Linked DNA regions of Mus musculus: region 1 is linked to region 2. A link is a contact called in public Micro-C data. All regions are on one chromosome and are shown on one strand. Each heading gives the region's core, a stretch centred on a gene start, on an enhancer-like site or on the middle of the called end of the contact. The rest is flanking DNA. Distances are from core to core; before and after follow the strand shown.

Region 1 (5,299 bases), core at 1,295-3,794, 480 kb after region 2:
CCACCTTCTCATCCCCACACCTCCCTCCCCACTTGGAAGCCTCCAGCCTCGTTCCCTGGGCTTGACTGAATTCCTAAGAGGCCAGGAGGAGCCATCTTTATCTCCCAGGATCTTTCCTGCCTCTCCTGCTGTTGCCTTTTCCCATCTCCCAGGACCCTGAGTTGCCTCTGCTGTGCTTAACACCCGTGATCATTGGCTTTTTCCCAACCATTCTTACAAAAAGCACCTCACCTTGCTCTCTATGAACATCTACCTCATCGCAAAATGAGAAATATTCAGTGAGCAGACGAACGGACCCAGCATTAACAAATCTCTCTTGGCCCTGACCTCCTAAGTCTCCAGCCTCAAGTTTTCACACGGGTCTCTTTCCATTCTCAGGAGGTCCTTGAACGGCAGGCCCCAGGCAGGGTCACATGCCAACACCAGAAGCTGGCATCAAACCCTAGCATACACCTGCTGAACCGGCCTCATTGCATCTCTCATCCAGCACCCGGAACTCAGCTGGGTCCGCCCCCGCTTGGCTTTTCTTTTTCCTGGCCTCTCTTCCGGAAACACGTTTTTCCTTCCTTTAGACCTCGGTGCTTCCTGCACAGGAAGAAGGACTTTGGATGTGGGGTGCTATTTATAGTGTGGCTCCCTCCTTGTAGACCTCACTGAGGAAGGGGCCACCGCACAGGGACTGCGGTGGAGGACACTGGCTTTCCGTGATCCTTGACATCAGGACGAGAAACCTGAGATCGCAGATGAGTATCAGAGTTGAAGTGTCTCTTGGGTTCCAACCTGGGTTTCTTTGATGATGTCTGTATGTGCAAGGGCCCCACAACTCTCCCAGTGCCCTGGAGCCCTAACTTCAGAGGCAGAGCCACAGGCTCTACTTGTGGGGAGAACCTGAGGTCCGTTTTGTAAGAAAGAGACTCAGAGAGATTTATATGAATTCTGTCCCAAGGGACAGATCAGTCATAACCCAGGCTAAAAATCCCTTGACACTTGCCTAACACATCACACCTACAAAGGAGTACTCCAGCTGTGGTGGCATCTTCGGGTGGACTGAAGGTGTCACCAGTAAAGACAGTTGAATTCCAATTTTTCTCAGAAGATGGTTTTATTTGGAGTAGGGTCATGGCAGATATAATTGGTTAAAATGACGTCTGGTCGAGGTAGGAAGTGGGTCTCTCACCCGATATGACCTCTGTACTAACAAGAGGGCCATTTGGACACAGACACACACAGCAATCAGACAATATGAGAGGGCCACAGGAAAACCATGTGGTCTCCATAGTGATGGACCATAGTGATGGAGAGGAAGTCTGGATTGATGGATCTGCAGACCAAGGGAGGCCAAGTGCTGGCAAACACTGGCAGTGAGAAGAGGCAAGAGGGACTCTTCGCTGTGGGTTTCATGGTATGAATGTGACACTACTGTTTTTTAAGGACTTATTTGTCATTGTATGTGTATGGGTGTTTTGCCTGCATGCATGTCTGTGTACCATGTTGATGCCCAGTGCCCACAAAGGCCAGAGGAGGATGTTGAATCCCCTGGAACAGGAGGTACAGACAGTTGTGAGCCATCATGTAGGTTCTGAAAATTGAATATGGGTTCTCTGAAAGAATAGCCAGTGGTCTCAACACTGAGCTAGCCCTCCAGCCCTTGCCCTACTGTTATCTTGATTTTAGACTTTCAGTTGCTAAAACCGTAAACAAATGAACTTCTTGGAGGAATCTTGTTGTTTGTTCAGTTTTCTGAGACACTATACAAAATAGCTTGTTTGTTTGTGTTTGAGGCAGTGTCTCACCACGTGACTCTGGCTGGCTTGGAACTCTCTATGTAGACCTGCCTCTGCTGGGATTAAAGAACGCACTACCGAAACTAGCTTTTTCTTTTTAGATTTACTTGTTGGGATTGGAGAGACATACATGTAAATAAAAGAGTTTAAAAAAATCAAAACTATTCAGTTATTTTATGTGTATGGCTGTTTTTCTGCATGTATGTATGTATGTATGTATGTAGTATGTATGTAGTATGTATGTATGTATGTATGTATGTATACCATCTGCCTGCCTGGGGGCCAGAGGAACACATTGGATTCTCTGAGACTAGAGTTACAAGTGGGTGCTGGGAACCAAACTCGGGTCCTTAGTAAGCAAAGCCAAAGTTCTTAACCACTGAGCCATCCCTCTTTCTAGCCCCGATGAGACGGGGCTTTTCTGTGTAGTCCAGGTTAGCCTCCAACTCTATCCTCCTGCCTCAGCCTCTGCATGTTGGGATTACAGGCATCACCATATACTGATGAGCTTCTGCCACCCAGTTTGTTACAGCGGCCACAGGACACCTGATATGACACCGGCTTGAGGGAGGAGGTCTCTAAGAGGAAAGAAGCTTACATGAGCTGCACCAAGGGGTACAGAGGGTTCCACTCCTAGGCCAGTGATCCTCTAAAAATACTGCTCCTGCTCTTGGCTCTCCAGCCATTGTGTATCTCCCACAGACCGCAATCGCTCCACCCTGCTGGGTGTTCCTTTGTGAAACCTTATCTGTCCTTCCTCTCCCAGCGGGGCTAAGCTCAGACCTTCCATAGCTGGAGTGTGGCAGTGGGTTTGTTGCCCCAGCTCCCCTTTTCCAGACCATTAGTCATCAACATTGCTTTATCAACGCTCCCTGTGAATCAGACTCATGCTGAGTGCTGGGTTCCCAACCGTGCACAGTCACACACAACCCCCAATCCCACCCCCGCCTGGGACAATACCCCTGTTAGCCGGCTGCCCCCCTCGGGGTCTCCACCCTCTCCGTCACCAACAGGACCCTGTTCTGCTCAGGCCCCTTTGTCTTTCACAGGCAGGGACAGACACACCTGCCTGTTGACACACACCAGTTCAATACAGACCAGTGAACTTGGAGAGAGCACACCACCCTCTACCGAGGAAGAGTCTGCACTGCACAGGGTGGAGGTGGCTGCAGTCTAGAACAGAATGGAAGGTCACCATAGGAACCAAAGATGGTCTAGAAACAAAGTCAACAAGGACACGTCTAGGACTCCTCTAAGGGTTGCCACAATTGCTTTTACTCTTCTCTCCTTTCACCCTCCCTGGGTTGGGTTGCACTGAGTTGCCCAGGCTGGCCTCAGACTGACAGTGGAGCCCAGGTTTGCCTGGAAGTTGTGATTACCTGACTTTACCCTCCCAAGTACAAAGACCATGCTCATCTCCCTACTGGTGTATCCGAGCCCTCGGAACCCCGATGGGTATCACAGTTGCCCGGTGGTGTAATTAAGGACCACAGCTTATAAGCTGTGGTCCTTTCATATCAGAAACGAAAAGACGCAAAGGGCTGAGTGTGTTCGATTATGTCAGCAATCCCAGAATGCACGGAGATAAGCAGGAGGATTGCTACAAGTCTGAGCCGAGGCTGGATCACACTGTGAGACTGTGCAGAAACAACACAAACAACACAACACAAACCAAATCCTACAGCTCAAGGAGGATGTGTCTATCAAACTTGGCAGAACCAAAAAATTTCTTTTACCTGTAAGTAATTTATGCTCGGCTAAAACATCAGACTCAAACTAGAACACATTCCACTATTCGTTCTTATAGAATTCATTATAGACAAAACTAATTTATGGCGATACACATCAGCTCTGTGACACAGCTGTGGGGGTTATCTACTGATGAAAAGGACGGGGACGGGGGATAGGCTCTTGGAACAGTTCTGTGTCGTCAAAAACACATCAAACCAGACACTTACGATCTGTTCACATGACTGTTGGTAAATTTTATTTTGATTTAAATGAAAATCATATACAACAAAAAAGAAAGAGGGCATTTCCTTTTTATTTGTAAGGAAGTCTAGATTTTCAGAAGACTGCAGGGGACTGCGGGATCCTATTTCCTTCTCTGAATCTCGCCAGGCCTATTTAGGACCCTGTCCAGGCTTAGTACAAAGATGCAGGTGGAAGAAAACAGAGCAGCAACCTCAGCCCTAGGACCACGGAGCCTGGCTCTTTCCAGCTTTGTAAGGCAGAGCTCTGCCTCAGAGGCAACTAGGCAGAGAGCTCCCGGATGTCCCATTGTCATGGAGATGGACCCATCTGCCTTTTAACCCACAAGCCAATTCAAACCTCCCACCTTTCCATATTTTTTGCCTCAGTTACATCTGCGATCCCTCCTTCTGAAGCCAGTGCTATTTGTAATACTCTGAGACACAGACTAGACCAGATAATGGGTCAGTCTTGCCAAACAAAACCTCGGGTCACACTCATTACACACACACACACACACACACACACACACACACACTGCAGTCGGGTCACACTCATTACACACACACACACACACACACACACACACACACACACACACACACACACTGCAGTCTGGGGCCCAGTGGACTCAGTGGGATTATATATCTCAGAGCTGGCACAGGACATACCTCTCTGATCCCATGACAAGGTAACATTGTCCCACCACATGTCTGGTGTATAAATACCCTATTGGGAATAAATCCTCCCAAAAGAGTAATCTGCAGTGCTGGGGCTGCATGTTTGATGCAACAGTGACTTCGTTCAGTCACTTTCCTGTCTGACACAGACCCTCTGTGGGCCAATTGTTAGTAAGTATAGAAACATGGGTCCCTGAACATGGGTCAGGGCCAACGGTCATAAGCAACATTCACTTTGTACCAGAGCACCAGCTCCTCCCTGGAGCACCACACCAGAGCACCAGCTCCTCCCTGGAGCACCACACCAGAGCACCAGCTCCTCCCTAGAGCACCACAATTCTGAAGATCAGCTAATGCCACCATTGTCTTCTGGATAAGAAAACTGAAGGTTGGGGAAATTACAGGATCCCAAGTCAGGCCTGTGAGTTTTCTCTAAAATCACACTTCAGAGGCCCAACATCAAAGAGAGGCAGAGGAAGCAAGAGGTGGCCACCAAGACAGCCAGGAAAGTCTGGATCCAGGGTACTGGGGGGGGGGGGGCTGATAAGGGGGATAGATAGGCATTCCCGCCCCGCCCTGCCCGCCCCCCCCCTCCAGCCTCAGTTGAGTTTAAAGGTGACTTTGATCCCTGAGTAACCAATCTGTAAATGTTTTCCGAGCCCCTACTATGTGCTGTCCATTTTTCTCAGCCCTGCTCTGGCTTCACAGACCTCAGGCCATCCCCTGCCCATCACCCCCCAAAACGGAGGCCTTTGTGTAGGCTTGGGTGTGGGTGCAGAGAGGCCACAGTGTCTGCAGCCAACTCCGTGGCAGTCCTCATCCACGTCCCAAGGCCACCCAGCCACGTGCTCACTGTCTAGATTT
Region 2 (5,867 bases), core at 197-2,696:
AGCCTGGCATGGCAGGGGATGGGCTTCCCCCCTTTATAAGCACAGACTGCTAGTAAACATTGAGCCTTGAACAGGGAATCATCTTGGCTCCATTATTTCTCTGGATCTTTCAGCCCCAGCCTGCCTCCCAGGTGTACCCAGTCCTTGTAAGCGGCAGGCCGGCTTGCTACATGAAATAATTTATCAAAAACGTTTAAAGCCGGGCGTGGTGGCACATGCCTTTAATCCCAGCACCTGGGAGGCAGAGGCAAGTGGATTTCTGATTTCGAGGCCAGCCTAGTCTACAAAGTGAGTTCCAGGACAGCCTGGGCTATACAGAGAAACCCTGTCTCAAAAAACAAAACAAAACAAAACAAAACAAAACAAAACAAAAAAAAAAAAAAAAGCCGGGCGTGGTGGCGCACGCCTCTTTAATCCCAGCACTCGGGAAGCAAAGGCAGGCGGATTTCTGAGTTCGAGGCCAGCCTGGTCTACAAAGTGAATTTAAAAACTGTTTAAAATTTTTTAAGGCCAGATGAAGTGGTATTTGTCTTGAACACCATCACTGCAGAGGCAGAAGCAGTTGGATCTCTAAGAGTTGGAGCCAGACTGGTCTACACAGCTAGCCAGGGTTACATGGTGAGACCTTGTTTCAAAATTATAACAACAACAATAACAATAATGTATATACACAAGTAATACACACATTTCATATGTGTACATGTACACACGTGAGCACACACAGTTCTCTATTCCCTTTTTTTTTTTTTTTTGATTTTGGTTTTTCCAGACAGGGTTTCTCTGTGCAGCCCTGGATATCCTGGAACTCACTCTGTAGACCAGGCTGGCCTCGAACTCAGAAATCTGCCTGCCTCTGCCTCCCAAGTGCTGGGATTAAAGGCTCTATTCCCTTTCGTGCCTATCTTTCTCCATTGACTGCTTTTTTTTCCTTATCTCTCATCCCCTCCTTCCCAGTGATGGCTTCCACCTAATCCTTCAGTCAAGTCAGGAGAGACCTGAGTTTCTCCCTTGATGCGGGCAGATGAATGAGATGCCCGCTCAACCCAAGAGGCTGCTGCCAAGTGGTACAGCAGAGCTGGCCCTGCCACTTTGTCCCTTCCCGGTCAGTCTGGTTGTGGACATCTGTTTCTTTAACTGCCGATTTGTTGTGGTGGTTAATTAGCACTTATCTGGATGTCAGGCCCCTGAGGGGACACCCTGGAGCAGTCCTTATAACAGTCATCTCCTTCAGCTGGGCTTACAGTCTGAGAAAAAGAGACCAATCCTTCAGTCTTAATGTCCCCCAGCCCTGGCCTTCACCTGCGGGGCCTGGGTACCAGCCCCTTGTGCCTCTTAAGCCCTCTTGCAAGCCAGGAGCGCAAGCAGCCTGCTGCAGCTGGCCTGAACAGGACTGGACTGGGAACATCTCCAACCCCCCAGAATGGCCCAGTGTCAGTTTCAGGCCCTCATGGGGCAGGAGGAGGCTGAGGGTGGGGCTGCCAAAGTCAACAAAGCCTGTTTCCATGCGCAAGGACCTGTTTGGCACCTGCGATCCTGTTTTCCAGCCCATGAGCCTTCTCCCTGGGGTCAGCTGGAGGTCCCCTCCCTCTCGTCCCCAACTCCAAAGCTTCTCCTTCTTCATCATGAGGTCTGCTCAACTGTCCTACAGACCCAGAGACCTGTGACACACTCCAGCGTGAGCCCCATTGCCTCTAGAGCAGTGGCTCTCAGCCTTCCTAATGCTGGGGCCCTTTAATACAGTTCCTCATGTTGTGGTGAGCCCAACCATAAGCTTATTTTTGTTGCTATTTCATAACTAATTTTGCTACTGTTATGAATTATAATGTAAATCTGTGTTGTCCCAGGTCTTAGGCGACTCTTGGGAAAGGGTTGTTCAACCCCCAAAGGAGTCATGACTTCTACATTCTTGTACCAAACATCTCTCATAGTCTACAGATCAGACCCACAGTCTAGGGCTATTTGCATGAGCTTATTTATTTGTTTTTAATTCTTTTAAGATTTGCTTATTTTATGTGTGTGAGCGTTTTGGCTGCATGTGTATGTGCCTGTGTATAGTTCTAAGCTGCAACCGGGTGGATACCGGGGACTGACCAAGTCCTCAGCAAGAATGACAAGGGTTCCTAACTGCTGAGCCATCTCACCAGCCCCCATTTACATGACTTGATCTTCATCTCCTACGCTAGCATGGCCATAGCTTCTGTCCAGCTAAAGAACTCTATTTTATCTGAGGAACTTCTCCAAAGACCAATCGTCAATGGAGGCATCCAGGTCTTACTATGTAGCTGTAGCTGGCTTGGAACTCATTATGTAGATCTGGCTGGCCTCAAACTCTCTGAGGTCTCCCTGACTCTCCCCTCTCAAATGAATGCTGGGCTTAAAAGCATGTACCCTAGGCCTGGCTTTTCCTACCAGTTATTGAATCTCTGGCAGTTTTGGTTTTGGTTTTGGTTTGTCTTGTTTTTTGAGATAAGGTTTCTCAGTGAGGACGTGGCTGTCCTGGAATTCACTCTGTAGACCAGGCTGGACTTGAAGTGAGAGATCTACCCTCTTGCCTCTGCCTCCTGAGGGCTGAGATTAAAGGCAAGGCGGGAATCACTGGTGTTTTGATCTGTTACTTAGTGATTTATACCTGGTCTCATTCTTCAAAGCCCCCTCCCTCCCTCTCAATGAAAGGCCTTTTTATATTTATTTATTTTTTGCATGTGACTTTTCCCCTAGACTAAGAATTTAAGTCTTCATGCATATTAGACAAATTCTCTACTACTGAGCCCCAACCCTTAATTATTCTTCCTTATTTTTAATTAAAAAATACTTATATGTGCTGGGCGCGGTGGCGCACGCCTTTAATCCCAGCACTCGGGAGGCAGAGGCAGGCAGATTTCTGAGTTCGAGGCCAGCCTGGTCTACAGAGTGAGTTCCAGGACAGCCAGGGCTACACAGAGAAACCCTGTCTCAAAAAACAAAAAAAACAAAAACAAAAACAAAAAACGTATATGCATAGCATGTATGCCTACATGCATGTGCAGGTGCCCTCTGAGGCCAGAAGAAGGGTAGAATCCTCTGGAACTAGATTTATGAGCTGCCCAGTGTAGGTGCCGGGAACTACATCGAGTCCTCTGCAAGAACAACAAATGCTCTTAACCACTGGGCCATCCCATCAGCTTCTATTTCTTTGTTTCTGAGAGTCCATCTGCCCTACACTGACTTCAAGCTCTGCGTAGCTGAGCATGGACTTGAACTGATACTCCTACCTTCACGTCCCAGAGCTACAGCAGCACTCTAGTCTTAGTCCTGCGAAGGATGGTACCCAAGGCTTTGCGCTTGCTAGGCTTGCTCTCTACCAACAAAGGCACAGTTCCAGCCCTGGAGCCATGTTTATTCATTTTGTTAGTCAATTTATTATTTATTTACTTAAATTTAGAAACAAGGCCCCACTATGTAACCCAGCCTTGATTTACCATCCCCCTGACTTAGCCTCCCGGATATTAAGATTACAGATGCCACCCCTAAAATATCTTCAACCTAAACTCCCAGTTGCCAATACTACGGAGGTGGCTATCTCCCTTCAAGATGAGTACTAAGCTGGGCTAGATACTATCACTGAGTTGATAGTAAATATATGTGAAGCTGACGTTCAACAGTGTTTTGGTTTTTTTTTTTTTTTTTTTTTTTTTTTAATCTCCCCATCACATAAGCTGTTTTGGTTTCTGCAGGGGCAACTTTAGTAAGTTCCCAAGCCCAGCCTTGGTTCTCCTGACTCCCCCAGGGTCAAACCAGACTCCCTGGCTCACAACTGCCTCTGTCAGGGAAGAAGCCTCCGGCCACCCTCAAGCCTCCTCCTAGTCAATGCCTGCAGTCGCAGAGTGAAGAAAGAAAGCATTGATTTAACTAACAAATGCACTCAGGGTGTAGCAAGCTTGGGTACAAGTGCCACCAATCCACAGGCCTCTCCCTTGCTCAGGGAAGGACAGCAAAGCTCTTGCCGCTGCAATAGGCTGATTTGCTTGGCAAAGTCTGAGGGTGTTGTGTGGTTATATCCAGGTAAGTTGTACAGCAGCTGCAGATGGGCAAAGACAGCGCCAAGCAGGCTGCTGGTCCAAATACAGCTGTGGCTATCTCCCCACCGAGCATCCTTCTTTATTAGTCCAGATTCTCTCTCTACCCTGATACCAGTTTGCTTGCTCAGGTGTTGATACCTGGCAAAGAGGAGCCAGCCCTTCCCCAACATCAGTCTAACAGGGATAAAGATTACGGGTTTTTTGTTTGTTTTGTTTTGTTTCCGAGACAGGTCTCAAGGTGTAGCTCTGGCTGTTCTGGAACTTGGTATGACCAAGTATATCCTGAGTTCAAGGCTAAAGCAATTCAGCAGGGAGCCCCGCCTCCTCTGAGCTTGGGCTTGCTCCTTGGGCGGAGCATAAGACGTCCCTAAAGGCCTTTGCCCTTCTCCCCCACGCTTGGCGGGAGCCTTGGTTGCCTCGCCCCAGCACGGCCCTACTTCATCACCCCTCCTCCTTGCCCTGGGCGCGGTTGTCCTACCTCCCCCAGGAGGCTCCTGGGGCGCGGGTCCCAGGTCTGTACAAAGAGTCCTTTGTCTGGGCTGGGAGCAATTGTTCTCCCCTTTATGGAAACAAGGGCTGGGTCTTATAATCAAGCTTTCAGAGGCTGGATCAAAGGGCACTGTAGCTTGGGGTGTCGGGATTACGGAGCTGTCCTCAGGGAACTGCTGACAGCCTGTCATCCGTCTCTAATCCTCGTACCCTTTTTTTCGTGGGCTGAACCTGTGTGAGCCTTGGGGTGCAAGGAAGCTGGGGGAGACCGGCTCTCTCCTCCTGCTGGCTCTCAGGGCTCAGGTTACAGCCCCTGCCAGCAGGGCACTGGGTGTGAACGTGCAGAGAGGCACTACCTGGTGAGAAAGGGTGGTGACTGATTTGGCTCAAAGCCACCAGATCTCCCAGATCCTCTGTCAACGTGAGTGGAGGTGGGAGCGCATGCCCTCAGATTCACAGAGGCCTCCCTCCTCCCATCTGGGCGTGGCTTCCTCTCTGTGGAGATACCAGGGCCTGGTCCCCTGCTCTGCCCACAGCTTCCCCTCATTCTGCCTGTGGTTCCCTGGACCTATCTCTCTTTTTCCACCTCTCCACCTACTTTAAGGTCCTTCCCACCACCCTTGCATCTCTTATTTTGCAACAAGTGGTGGGCCTTTCATCCACGGGGACCTTGCCTTCTCCATCACACATGTGCACCCCTGGGTCCCCAAGACAACAGCTTGCAAGTTCTAGACACAAGTTCTTTGTCTTTACAAAGAAATCTGTTTTAAAACTCAAGGAAAGCAAGACCAGGGCTCGGTGGTTAAGAGATACTGCTCTTGCAGAGTACCTGAGTTCAGTCCTCAGTACCCACACTGGGTGACTCACAACCCAAGCTCCCTGTGCCACCTCTTGCCTTCCATGTACATGCACCCACACACAGATGTGCACACATAGTCACATAATTAAGAAGAATACAAATTTTTTTTTTTTTTTTTGGTTTTTTCGAGACAGGGTATCTCTTTATAGCCCTGGCTGTCCTAGAACTCACTCTGTAGACCAGGCTGGCCTCGAATTCAGAAATCCACCTGCCTCTGCCTCCTGATTGCTGAGATTAAAGGCGTGCGCCACCATGCCTGGCTGAAGAATACAAATCTTGAAGAAAAAAAAAACCCACCCCAAGTCTTAAGTCACCCGTGAGCCCCCCCTTACCCCCCCAAACAAACAGATAGACAAACAAATAAACAACCCAGACTCTCCCCAAGGCTGGTGACTCAGGCAGCACCAAAAAACCAGAGCTAAAGAGGCCTTCGGAGGCAGTTCAGAGGCCTGTGACACCCC

The links. A called contact is a pair of places that touch in the nucleus more often than the background predicts.
Region 1: a contact with region 2 is called in a Micro-C map of embryonic stem cells, with 2.6 times the contacts expected there. The contact joins two enhancer-like sites. A contact is called at or near these places in 2 of 484 Hi-C or Micro-C datasets (both in embryonic stem cells), 7 of 115 datasets of contacts at active chromatin or transcription factors (embryonic stem cells, extraembryonic endoderm stem cells, pancreatic cancer cells and 1 more) and 1 of 9 other capture datasets (embryonic stem cells).

What each region holds. Positions count from the first base shown.
Region 1 is chr1:135,673,082-135,678,380 of GRCm38.p6, forward strand. It overlaps a transcript of Nav1 not described here. Among named protein-coding and RNA genes, the nearest start is that of Gm32835, 12 kb to the right of the region's middle. Within about 2 kb of position 2,545, at least 57 of the 459 cell types and tissues checked have an H3K27ac peak or open chromatin away from gene starts, as enhancers often do. A contact at or near this core is called in embryonic stem cells, where this site is marked.
Region 2 is chr1:135,194,670-135,200,536 of GRCm38.p6, forward strand. The region is part of intron 1 of Gm41955 (a long non-coding RNA gene); the gene reads right to left. Among named protein-coding and RNA genes, the nearest start is that of Gm41955, 4.5 kb to the right of the region's middle. Within about 2 kb of position 1,447, at least 27 of the 459 cell types and tissues checked have an H3K27ac peak or open chromatin away from gene starts, as enhancers often do. A contact at or near this core is called in embryonic stem cells, where this site is marked.